Regions from separate parts of the Mus musculus genome. Here all the other regions are linked to region 2. Evidence: chromatin contacts called from public HiChIP or PLAC-seq data. All regions are on one chromosome and are shown on one strand. Each heading gives the region's core, a stretch centred on a gene start, on an enhancer-like site or on the middle of the called end of the contact. The rest is flanking DNA. Distances are from core to core; before and after follow the strand shown.

The links. HiChIP or PLAC-seq counts read pairs in DNA pulled down with a chosen protein or histone mark.
Region 1: a contact with region 2 is called in an HNF4G HiChIP or PLAC-seq map of pancreatic cancer cells. The contact joins the promoter of Eid2 here to the promoter of Zfp850 in region 2. A contact is called at or near these places in 2 of 39 promoter capture datasets (embryonic stem cells and neural stem cells), 1 of 484 Hi-C or Micro-C datasets (nephron progenitors), 8 of 115 datasets of contacts at active chromatin or transcription factors (the NIH/3T3 cell line, bone marrow-derived macrophages, embryonic stem cells and 2 more) and 1 of 9 other capture datasets (pancreatic islet).
Region 3: an H3K4me3 HiChIP or PLAC-seq map of bone marrow-derived macrophages shows a contact between it and region 2, with 2.6 times the contacts expected there. The contact joins the promoter of Zfp607a here to the promoter of Zfp850 in region 2. A contact is called at or near these places in 6 of 39 promoter capture datasets (the C10 cell line, the HPC-7 cell line, Sertoli cells and 1 more), 9 of 115 datasets of contacts at active chromatin or transcription factors (the 230-238 cell line, bone marrow-derived macrophages, effector CD8 T cells and 3 more) and 4 of 9 other capture datasets (adipose tissue, embryonic stem cells, liver and 1 more).

What each region holds. Positions count from the first base shown.
Region 1 is chr7:28,265,812-28,270,078 of GRCm38.p6, reverse strand. It overlaps Eid2 (EP300 interacting inhibitor of differentiation 2), which reads right to left and starts at 2,198. Exons shown (of 1, transcript NM_198425.2): 1 at 911-2,198. The coding sequence starts at 2,124. The coding sequence ends at 1,414.
Region 2 is chr7:28,012,003-28,016,037 of GRCm38.p6, reverse strand. It overlaps Zfp850 (zinc finger protein 850), which reads left to right and starts at 1,923. Exons shown (of 6, transcript NM_001254951.1): 1 at 1,923-2,022; 2 at 3,588-3,702.
Region 3 is chr7:27,859,326-27,863,757 of GRCm38.p6, reverse strand. Zfp607a (zinc finger protein 607A) reads right to left here and starts at 3,173. Exons shown (of 5, transcript NM_001024726.2): 1 at 3,002-3,173; 2 at 1,169-1,221; 3 at 243-369. The coding sequence starts at 1,201.

The sequences.
Region 1 (4,267 bases), core at 949-3,448, 250 kb before region 2:
GATGGTTGAGCATATTGGCTAGGGAGTCAGAAAACATCCAATTATCGATCACTGGTGGGAGCACCAAGGGGCCAATTAGCTGCATCTGTAAAGTTACAAAGGCAAGCCTTTGGCCCAGGACTGTCACCTCTAGACATCAGGCTACAGAGATTATCAAGAACAAAAAGCCTAAGAAGCTAGTGAGACGAACCGTCAATTTTATGGAAACTTAAAAGACAAACAAAACAAAACAAAACCAGGCGTGGTGGCGCACGCCTTTAATCCCAGCTCTCAGGAGGCAGAGGCAGGCGGATTTCTGAGTTCGAGGCCAGCCTGGTCTACAAAGTGAGTTCCGGGACAGCCAGGGCTATAAAGAGAAACCCTGTCTCGAAAAAACCAAAAAACCCCAAAAAGTAGTAGGTATATAACACCATCAAGTATAAGACTTATTCCACCTTGGGATGGTAGACATGAAAAATGTGTTCAGAACGGAAGCAGTATGTGCCTGCCCACGGGCCCGTTGGTGTGCGCAGGCGCCAACCTACCAGAGGTGGCGCCATACTGCCAGGAGAAACCGATGGGAAAAAGCCCACCGTCCACCAGTATATTCCTGGTTCATAACAGCATAACCACAAAATATAGCCCTAAGGAGTAAATATACTGGTCGGGAAGGTTCTTCACGGTATCTTCATAAGAAATCACAATATCCAAACCAAAATCTGTCAACTCTGCTGAGAAATAAAATGTGTATAAAAAAGGAAACAAGGACGGAAACTGCCTTCAGAGGCTGCATGAGGCATGGGGACAAGGAGAGAAGGACAGAAGACTCTCAATCCTTCATAGTCTTGGGACTTAGGAATAGATTAATTACAAAGCAATGACGGAAAAAAAAAACTTTTGAAAAATGGAAAATAAAATCCCAGAAAATTGGTATGTTTGGAAACACGATTTATCACATACTATATACAATATTTATGTTGTTCGCCATTCACAATGTCTGAGACACAAAATCCCTCTTACACTATACACGCTTGTTGACGCTGACGTGAAGACTTTGCCTGCTCTGACAAGGTCAAGTTCTCCACAGAAACCTCGTCCTAAAACCAGCTTTCTCTTCGAGTCTTCTTCGTCGTGGGCTCTACTACTGGCAATTTTAAGTCTTTACAGTTTTACAAAACCGTCCTTTACTTATTAACGAAGCCACGAGGATGGACCTTTTCCATAACACAAGAAATTTCAACTGATCATAAACTCAAGAAACGGTAGGAGTCTACGATGCTTTCCCTCCCCACCCCCAATTTTCTGACGCTTTTCCTCCCTCTGAGGAAGCGCTGCCTCTCAAGATCCGTTTGATTTCTTAAAACCAAGTTGCAGGATGGGGTTTCACTTGGATGCGGAGGTCTTGGTGCCGTGCCCTCCCCGCAGTCCGACTCTTCACTCTCTGTGGATGAACTTATCGCAACCCAGTTCTTCTATTAGAGGATTGATCACCTCTGATGCAGTCAGGGCTATGGTAAACGTTAAAATGTCAAAATCCACCCTCTGGGGGTTACGCAGGTACTCTATGTCGAAGGCTGCCTCCCTGGCTCGGCAGGCCTCCACGAAGCGCCGCCGGCGCTCCTCCAGCTCCTGGATCCGGCCGGGGGCGATCGGGTAGTTCTCCAGGTAGTGGCGCAGGAACTGCTGGTAATTGATGCCCAAGACGCTGAGGGGGTGGCGGAAGCGCATGTACGGCATCGCCGCCAGGCCGCCCGCCCTGGACCGGGGCCTGCCCTCCGGAGCCTCCTCCTCCAGCGGATCGCCCAGCAGCCGGGCCACCTCTGCCATCCGGGCTTCCCTGGACGCCGCCGCCGCCGCCGGGCCTTCGCGGGCCGCTGCGCCGCCCCGGGGCGCCGCCCCAGGGCCTCCTCGGGCCGCCGCCGCCCTGCCTTCCCGGGCTGCAGCCACCCGGCCTCCCCTGGCAGCCGCCGCCGGGGCTGCGGGGCCTTCCCGGGCCGCCGCCATTGGGCGTCCCCGGGTCTCCCCAGGTCGCGCCGGACCCGGGAGCGCACGCCGCCCGCCGCCTACCTCGGCCTGCGGGAGCCGGCGGTCGCGGCTCGCTGCTCCCGTCTGCGGGGCGCTGCTGACTGCGGGCAGCTGCGACATGTCGGACCGCGGGGTCAGCACCGCTGCTCGCTGAGACCCGGGAAGAACGGGGCCGTGAGGCGCGGGGCGTGCACGCGAGGGCGCGTCCACGAGCGCAATGCGCACGGGTAGGGGGTCGCGTGTCTCGCCGTCTGCGCAGGCGTAGCTCCAACGGCGAAGCCGAGGAGCAGTGCGCACGCGTGTCCTCCGGGCATTTGCTGGCGAGCCTTGAGATTGCTACCTAGCAGTCAGAAGAGCGGTTGCATCCTTTCTGTTGAAGGGGGGGGGTCTCTTTCACATTTCTACCAATCGGTTTAAGTTTCTAAATTTAATTTTAGTTTTAAAATTAGTCTTTAAAGTTTTCTTGCCGGGCGTGGTGGCGCGCGCCTTTAATCCCAGCACTAGGGAGGCAGAGGCAGGCAGATTTCTGAGTTCAAGGCCAGCCTGGACTACAGAGTGAGTTCCAGGACAGCCAGGACTATACAGAGAAACCCTGTCTCGAAAAAACCAAAAAAAAAAAAAAAAAAAACCAAAAAAAAAAACAAAAACAAAAAAAAGTTTTCTTTATTTGTATGTATTTTATTTTATGGGCATGATGGTTTGCTTCCATGTTTATATGTGTACCACATAATACAATGCCAACAGAAGCCAGAAGAGGGCGCTGGATCCTCTGGAACTGGAGTTACGGAAACCCTGCTGGGTGCTGTGATTAAACCTTTACCAGAGTAGCCAGTGCTCTTAACCTTGCAGCCAGGTCTCTGGTCTCTTGGTTGTGTTTTTGAAACAGTTTCACGAAGCTCAGACTGCTAAGGATGGCCTTGAACTCCTGATCTTCCTGCCTCTGCTTCTTGAGTCTAGGATGATAGGCATGTCTCACTATGCCTCGATAGTTAACTAACCTAGTACAGGTTATTATTAACTATACTAACCTATTAACTCTACTATGATTTATCAATTAAAGGCAAAACATAAATAGATAGACTTACAACTGAACCATAAAGGCCAACAAGATGGCTCAGTGGGTAAAGTCACTTTCCCCAAAATCTGATGACTACTTGTGTTCAATCCCAGAAACCCACATGGTGGAAGGAAAAAAATGACACCCAAAAGTTGTTCTCTGAAGTCTTCGTGCGTGCGAACATGTTGAGAAAAGAACGGGACAGTAAGGGAGAGCAGGCGTGTCCTGTGAGTCGGCTGCTCACAGGGCACTCGAGACCTTTGGTGACTGCTCAACATTTTGATGTATACTAGCAGCCACGTCCTTCCCGTCACTTATGTCATTTAGTCAATTATCTGCTTTCCTTTGTGGATTCTTTTAAATATCACTCTTTCCCCAAGTCAGACCCCGAGTTGTGAACACAACTTTTGGAAAGCGAAGCGGCTCTAGCTGTCCAGAGCTTGGCAAACACGGCTCTGGCAGGCCTTGCCCTTCTCTCCTGTTCCCAATGCTTTGCTAAGAAAACTGTAAGATCACATCCTCCTCCTGAAGCTGGCTATCAAGGTCCAGCTATCAAAGCACTGAAGTCCAGCAATCAAAAGCTCCCTTTGCCTATCCAAATCAACCTGTCCAATCAAAATTAAACACCTCATCCTATCACGGGGGTTTCCCTTTGAGCCTTTACTAATTGCCATTTGCAGAATGTGCCGCATCTGTCTCCTCTCTATCCCAGTCCTTTGCCTCATTCTAGAGAAATCCCCCCTCTCTCTTGCTCCCTCCCCCTTGCCTCCTCCTCTATCTCCAGCATTTATCTCTTATTCCCTGCCCTTGTCTCTCTGGGGCAAATAAATCTCTTTTGTAGGAGACCTTGGTCTTGAAGTATCCTGAGCTAATGCTGATCTCTTACAGAAACTGTAGGGCCCCCCCCAACCCCCACCCCATCCCCGCCAGACTGTCTGGTGCTTTCCAGGTGGCATTTAAGTGTCTATGTCTTACTGAGATTGCATAATTCAAGGTCTAACACGGATGCAAACGAAGGGGAATCTGAGGGCATGCTCAGGTAGGATGCATACAATGCCTCTGCTTCTCGCACACTGTAGGAGGAGCTGTCACGAGAGAAGAGCCTGTTGCCATGCTCTTTGGCAGTTGTGCATGTGCCCACTGTTCTCACACGCGCTATTGTCTCGCCAGCAAGAACACACGTGTGAGAAACCGGATCCTTCTGCA
Region 2 (4,035 bases), core at 674-3,173:
ACAGTGCTGCTGTAGTAACCAGATACTTGGGAGGCAGAGGCAGGCAGATCTCTGTGTTCAAGTCCAGCTTGGTCTACAGAGAGAGTTCTGGGACAACCAAGGAAAAACAGAGAAATTTTGTCTCAAAAAGAACTGAACCCAACCAACTGAAACCTAAACCAGGCAACCACACACACACACACACACACACACACACACACACACACACACACACAAAACCCATGTAAGAACATGGCAGAAGTATGGAAATCCATGTTCATTGTGGAGAGGGGCGGCTCACTCACAGGATAGATGTAGAAGAGGATGGGTGTGAAGAGAGGATCCATCAGGAAGGGGATTTCTCAACACATGCCTATGGTCACCTTTAAGGAATACCTTAAAATAGATGGAGTCTTTCATTTTTAAAAGTGCAGTACAAAATATATAAGGTATTGGCTTTCCCCTTCCCCCGAAAAAAAAAAAAAAAGCATAAAAAGGGAAGCTTTAAACAGAAGCATCTCCAGGTAACGGGCATTTCTGCCAGGAGTGTGTATACAAGAACACCCTCCCTTCAAGGCCCCCTGATTCCATTAAAGTTTAATTGTCTTGATTTTTATTCTGTCTGCATTCATAGCTGATGATGCTGTCTAAATCATCTATGCCCTGTTGCTTTTCTGGATTCCTTCTATCAGTTATTGAGACTGAAAACTTTTGTATGCAATGCTGGATTTGGCTGTTTCTCCTTATTTCTCTATTGGACGTTTCCCCTCATGTTTTGAAGGTGTGGTATTACACGCATACTGTTTATTTTAGTTTTTTAGACAGGTCTTCACTAAATAGTCCTTGGTGGCCTCATCTCATAGACATTCACTGGCTGTGTCTCCTCATTGCTGGGGTCACATGCATGTGCTACCACGCCCAGCCAAGGATATTTTCACTTGATGACTTGCTGTCTCTGTTATTGCTGTTAGTACTGGCGATGCTCTTTGCCCCCAGAACTGCCTCCATTTTAAAGTTGACTTAAGTCTTTTTTTTTTTTAATACTATTGTGAGGATGGTCACTTTGAATCGGCTAGAATATTTAACACATTTTCTGTAGTTAACACTTATCTGCAAATTAATGTGGCACCTATACTTTAGCATTTACATAATTTACAGTACATTTAATGCAATTAGTTTTATTACTAGGATTGTTTAGCCTTTTCACAATTTCTTTCTATCATGTTTGGAAAAAGTTCTTTGTATAACATGAGAAAAAACAAAAGTGGTTTCGAAAGTTCCATAGTGTCAAGTTACAATAAATGTGTCTATCCTATAAAAAAGAGGCCTATGTTTTGGGTTTGTGTTTTGTTTGTTTTTTAGTTTTTTGTTTTTTAGGACACTTAACGCGTGCTAGTCATTCATCCTCCAACAGGAGGTAAATGACTGCCTATTGAACACAGTTCTGGTGATACATACAGATGTAGTCGTCACTCAATTTTTTCTATCTAGTCAACAGGGACACCGAACCCTGGAAGGGTCCAGAATATCTGGCTCTTTGAAATCGTTAATATAAACTACCCAACTTTAGAAACCAACCAATTCTTTAGTTCGGTCTTTTCAAATTTACCATAGTCCCTAGCAGAGCACAGCGTAGTGGAATCCCACTGAGTGGGACTCAGGCAAAGCGTCCGTCCCGATCTGATCTACTTCCTATTCTAAATTTTAAAATTTCCGCTCGTCCGTCCACGCCACAGGAGGGAAAATCAGGTAGACACAGAACACCAAACTCCGTTTTGATCCCAGGAGGCAGCCTCCCCTCGAAGCATGGGGAGCCCCCTGCCCCCCCACCGTGGGAACTCCCACAAGCCACTGGGCCCAGTTCCCGGATGGGCCGGGCTAAGTTGCATGCTGGGACCTTTCGGAAACGCCGGGCTTCTTGAAGGCTCCACATAGCTCCGGACGCCGCCAAGGGTCTTTGGCATCCCGGTGCCACCAACACGGAAGGTCTGATCTTTCTGGTCCAAAGAAATTGCTGGTTGGCTTCGGTCTCCACAGAGTAAGGTGGGCTGGGTATCGGTGTGGGCGCTGGTGTAGGGTGAATGGAGATGTTGACGCGTACGGGCGTGTGTGAGCGTGTGTGAGCGTGTGTTTGTGTGGGTGGGTGGGCGCGCGCTCGCGCGCGTCTCTCTGTGTATACACACCTTGAGCTCTCTGCTCATCTGTGTCACTGTGCTTATCATTTTCTTTCAAGGCCACAGGGGTTGGAGCAGAGGGCTAAGCATCACTAAGGAGAAGTCAGGTGCGGAGTCTGAAGGGAAGCTTTCCCTGAGGTACACACGAGCTTGGGAGGTGCTTTTAAGGCCGGAAGTGCCTCCGAGGGTCGCTTAGGAGGGCTGCTCTGGGTTGAATACCCGAAGTTTCTCAGAGCTGTAGCCATGAGAGTGTTGAGGGACGTGAAGGAAAATGCTCGGTGAGGATGCTCTCGGATATAGTCTGAGATCTCGTGGAATTATCAGTAAATGAAGGAGGAACGTGAAAATTGATACCTTCACCTCTGGGGCCCATAACGTTGTCCCTTCCCTTTCCACTTCACCTTATCATTTCAATGAACCCCGCCTTTTCTTCTCTACAATCACCCTTTTCCTAAGATGTTCTAGGTAGAAACCTCCAGAGGTTATCGTTAGGTCTCTCAAACTCTGATTTTATAAATCGATTTCTATTTGGATGGCATCGCATATCAGATGCGATCCTTTGATCCTTACAGGCCTTGTTTTCAAAGCAGGCCAGGAATGTCGGGGATAGATGATGTGTTCACTGTGAGGATTATGGCAGTGGGAAAGTGATAGCACTGAATTTGGCATCTTTGAAAGCTAGTGATTTTCTGAGTGTGTGTGTGTGTGTGTGTGTGTGTGTGTGTGTGTGTGTGTAATGGGTAACGTTGGCCAGATCCAGATGAGCAATGCCATGATTGATCGTGGAGTGTGGATCTGTGGTATCGGGTTGGAATCTTGGTTCTGTCCCCTCAGGCTCTCCAGGCCTGTCAGGAACCGTAGGATGCCTGTGGTGAAGCCTGTTAGTGCAGTGCCGCCATATCCTAAGGGCCTGGTGTGCTTTAGTTGTTCTCTGTGAGGCCATCTTGGGTTCATTCCACTCAGTGTTCAGCAGGACAAGGGAGTGTGAGAAACAATGCGATTGCTGGTGGATGTTTAAGAAAGTGACTTAAAAAGAAAAGCTAGGCTTCGTGGTATACATTTAATCTCAGAGGCAGAAGCAGGAGGATCACTGTGAGTTCAGGGTCAGCTTGGTCCACATAGCAAGGTCTAGGCTAGCTGGGCCACACAGTGAGATGCTGTTTTAAAAACAAGGACAGGAAAATGAATGTGCTAATGCAGAACATATTTTTTTAAAACTTTTCAGATAAAAATGTTCATATTGTGCATAGCATAATATTTTGAAGTTTTTCTATACTTTGGGATGACTAAATCGGTCACACTTTTGTAGAGAATATGCTAGCGTCTACTCAAACCCATTAATTGTCACCGTTTTTACATGATATATCAGGTGAACTTTTGTTATGTAGGTGAGATTTTGTGATGTTTAATCAACATCTTCTGAACTCACTTAAGGACCTACGCCTCCCACTGTCAACCATGATGCTGCACATCCGGCCTCAGCCACTCAAACCCCAGTACCCAGCATCCTACTTGGTTCTATGAGAAAACAGCTTCAGATTCTACACAAGTAAGATTGTGGGTGTTTTGTCTCAAGATTAATTATTTCAATTTTAAATTATGTGTGTGCGGTTATGTGTACATGAGCACAGCTCAGAGACCAGAGGTATAGGATCTACTGGTGCGCATACAGATGGAAAATACTCAGAAATATAAAATAAATAATTTTTTTTAAAAAAAGTTTTCATTCATGTAGAGAAAGAACGCATTGTGGAGGGAGTGTAAATTAATGCTGTCATTGTAGAAAACAATATGGCGGATTCTCAATTACAACTAGAACTGGTATGTGATACAGCAATCCCACTACAGAGTAGTCACACAACAGAAATAAAACCGGTACCCT
Region 3 (4,432 bases), core at 1,924-4,423, 150 kb after region 2:
CGATCTGTCTGCATGTGTGTCTGAGCACCACATGTGACTACAGTGGCCATGGAGACCAGAAGAAGGCATCAGACCCCCTGGAACTAGAGTCACACCTAGTGGTACTGAGAACTGAACATGGATCCTCTACAATTGTCTAGCCTCTGATTCTAGTTATGCAAGACAGCACTGTCCTTTAATTCAGAGTGAGGAAAGCCCACAGTGTAGAGGACACATCCCCCATCCATGGGGCACAGGCTTACCCACTGCGACCAGGTTGCTGTAGGTCTCCAACATCATGTCCCTGTATAAGACCTTCTGAGTAGCATCCAGGCAGGCCCACTCCTCCTGAGAGAAGTCAACAGCCACATCCCTAAATGTCACTGACCCCTGAAAGAGCAAACACAAGGAGAGTGAAACTGGGGAAGCTTTCAAGATGGAAACCAGAAGGGAAAGGACTCAGCGTGGGAAGGAAGCCATAAGGAAATGCTCAAGGCACCTGACTGCACGAGCCCCCCATAAACGACGACTGTGCCCACCTACATAGCCAATACCTGTGCCTCTCCACTCCACCCACATCCCTCAGGCTATACCCACAGAAGGGACATGTCACCTGGGGTCAGGGCAAAACACATAAGGAATGCTGTGAGTCCTTGAGTTTATCATACTATCACATGATGTCGTTAACATTTGTTGTCATGAGAATGACTTCTATAAACTATATACCATTCCATATTATAATTTTTGGTCAAAACAAAACAAACTAACAAAAAACCTTTCAGGTGGTCAGCATGTCTCCTCAGTCTTCCATAACTCCCAGGGTCATTAGCCTAACAACACCACAGATGTCAATCAGGTTTCCCAGGGCACTCAATGAGACCATCCCCTCAAAGCTCTGAAGCCCTCAAGGCCCCTGTTTCCCTGTGGGACTGACACCTCCACTGCAGGGACAGTCCTCCCTGAGCACAGACCAAGCAGAGAGCACACGTGGAGGAACGCATTCAAAGTCAACCGCAGTGCACGCTGGGAAGAGGCACAGACAGGAAGTGCTCAGACCTGCCAGCCCTCACTGGAAAGGGGCAGACTGGGCTGGGGGAATCCGGATCCTTGGGAAGCTTCAAGAGGGAAAGAGGGCAGGAGTCACATAACCTGAAGTCACCCTATGTCAAAGAGAAAACTGTCAACTTACACAGACCATGTGTTGAGAACTGGAGCTGGCCATTCTTCTTCAGGCTTCCTCTCCTGGGGGACAAAAAGAAAGCCATTCACTGCATTGTGACTTGATGTTCCCAGGCTGACTTCTGTCACTGTGATGTCATCGACTACATTTATTTCTCAAGCCTCCCCACTCACTCTCTCCCCTCCCACCGCTCACAGCCTCCCACACACAAATTGGAAGCACACAGGAGTCTACACAAAGCCAATCCCCCCCTAACCCAGACAACCCACGGCCAAGGGGGCAGTGTGGGAGTGCAGGGCACAAACATGTCTGCCTTGAACTCCTCCAGAAGAGGCCAGCAGAAGGGACCCATCTTCCACCCTGAGCTCCAGCTCGCCCTGCACCTGGGCCGCTTTTTTTTTTTTTTTTTTGTAGAGACAGGGTTTCTCTGTGTAGCCCTGGCTGTCCTGGAACTCATTCTGTAAACCAGGCTGGCCTGGAACTCAGAAATTCACCTGCCTCTACCTCCCAAGTGCTAGGATCAAAGGTGTGCACCACCACTGCCCAGCAATCGCATTGTTTCTCACACTCCCTTGTCCTGCAGAACACTGAGGGGAATGAACCCAAGATGGCCTCACAGAGCAACAACTAAAGCACACCAGGCCCTTAGGATATGGCGGCATTGCACTAACAGGCTTCACCACAGGCATCCTAAGGTTCCTGACAGGCCTGGAGAGCCTGAGGGGACAGAACCAAGACTTCAACCTGATACCACAGATCCACACCCACTATCAGCCACGGACGGCATTGCTCATCTGGATCTGGCCAGTGTTACCCATTACACACACACACACACACACACACACACACACACACACTCAGAAAATCACTAGCTCTCAAAGATGCCAAATTCAGTGCTATCACTTTCCCAGCTGAAATGGTGAACAGACATAGTCAACCACCTGCAGTTTTCTGCTGCTTTGAGAGGCAGGCCTGTAAAGATAGGATGAGTGATGCCATTGAAATAGGCGCCAATTTAACAGATCGGGATGTAAAAGCCCTAACGCTAACCTCTGGAGACTCCTATCTATAATTTGTTCAGAAAAAGAAGTGATTGTAGAGAGACGATGTCAAGGGATGTCATTGGAAGGATAATGCGAATACTAAGTGGAAAGGGAAGGGACAATGTAAGGGACACAATGGTGGAGGTATCAATTTGCCTGTCCCTCCTTCAGTTACTGACAATTCCATATTCTAAAACTAAAACCTCATTTTCAAACAAAGCACAAGCTCATTCTTTAATCTTTGATGTGCAGCAATAAAGTCCTTATTCTACTTCAGCCCTCCTTTGTAATGGCTGAGGCACGGAGCCTGAATAAGCGCGAGATCCCAGACTATATCTGAGAGCATCCTCAGGGAGCACTTTCTGCTACTCTGTCAACACTCACGTGGCTAGGATAGGGCTCTGGGAAAGTCCTGGGGCTCAACAAGTAGCTGCCTGCTCTCTTAAGCAACCCTGGAGACTCTTCCGGCCTGAAATGCTCCTCCCATGCTCAACTCTGGGCCTCAGGGAAAGCTTCCCTTCAGTGCGGACTCTTCTCTCAGAAGCTTGGTCCTCTGCTTCAGCCCCTGTGGCCAGGGGAGAAAGTAGGAGCAGAGAGCAACAAGCCGGGTGACACTGGGTGACAGAGATAATGCAGAGAGCTCAAAGTGTGCACACTCGGACAGACAGACACACACACACACCACCACCACCACCACCACCACCACCACCTGCAGCAGCACCGTCCCCCCACACATAAATACACAACCACCCCACACCGCGGTCCACATCCACACCCAGCCGGCTGGTTCCCGCCTTACGTGGAGACCGAAGCCAACTAGAGATTTCTTCCTCCGACCAGAAAGATCGGACTTTCCGCATTAGCGGCACCAGGACACCCAGAGCCTATCCACTACTTCTTGCCATGGTGGCCCTGAAAACTACAGCCCTCGCTACCGGAGATCCGAGAAGCCCAGGGCTCCAGAGAGATCCCAGCATGCAACTTGGCCCAGCCCATTTGAGAGCTGCGTCCTGTGGCTTGTGAGAGTTCCCAGGGGGAGGGGGGTACTCCCCGACTTTAAAGGGGAGGCTCCCTCCTGTGATCAAAATAGTTCCGGGTTCTACTAGTAACTGATTTTCTCTCCTGTGGAGCTGACAGACAAACTGAAGTTTTAAAGTTCAAAAGAAGTAAGATCAAATCAGGCTGTAATTGGCTGTATCTTTGCTTGAGACTGAGTGGGATTCCACCTCGCTGTGCTCTGGTGGGGACTATGGTAAATTGGAAAAGACTGAACTAAAGAATTGTTGGGTTTGAACGTGGGTAGTTTAGCGATTTCAGAGAGAAACAGAAGTTCTAGACACTCCCAGGGTTCATTGTCGCTGTGTTGGAGTTCAGGAAGTCGCCACTCAAACCTTATATACATACACCAATCTCAGTTAAGCAAGACTAGTGTATTAAACACGTACCATAATACTGGAGTTCAGGACTGCAAAAAGGACTCGGGAGCCTAATTGTAGTACTGGTCTGCTCTCAGGGTAGGCTTTTTATATGAGAAACCAGGTTCAAACGTTTAAAGGGCAGGGAGGGGAGCTGTTGGCTTCCTAGGCAAAGTATATTTTTAGCAACCTTTAAGCTGATAGGACCTGAGTAAGGTGGGGGGTGGATGGGTGGTGAACTGGGGAATTTCAGAACAGTGAGATAACAGAACATGAGTATTAAAACTTTTTGGCTTATTAGCAGCATTCTTCAATGTCAGCCCCAAAAAAAAAAAAAAAAAAAAAAAAAAAAAAAAAAAAAAAAAAAACACTGAGCTCATATGCAGGTACAGGAAGAGCTGCCCAGTGGTCAGCTTTACTCAAGATATTTTAGACATAACAGTTGCTATTTACCTTTGATTCAATGGGTCCTACATACAGCTTTGTGAAATAAGATAAGCAAACCTCATACAGATCATTGAGAGCACACAGAACAAAACAGGGTATGTGGCCAGCGTGTCCCTGAGCTCAGTCACTTCTCTATGTCAGTGACTGGCAGGCATGTTACAGCAACACTGTGAAATAGCTGGCAGGCATAGAACAGAATGGCTGCAGCTATGCTGGGGAGCAGGGGAGTCAGACCATAGCATCTGTTATCTAGACGGGAGAATGTGAGTGAGAGCCAGATCGGTATGCATCAACAGAGCTGTGCCCATTAGGCAGTCACTTACATCATGTTGGACTGAGTGGATGAAGGACTAGCATGTCCAGGTAGC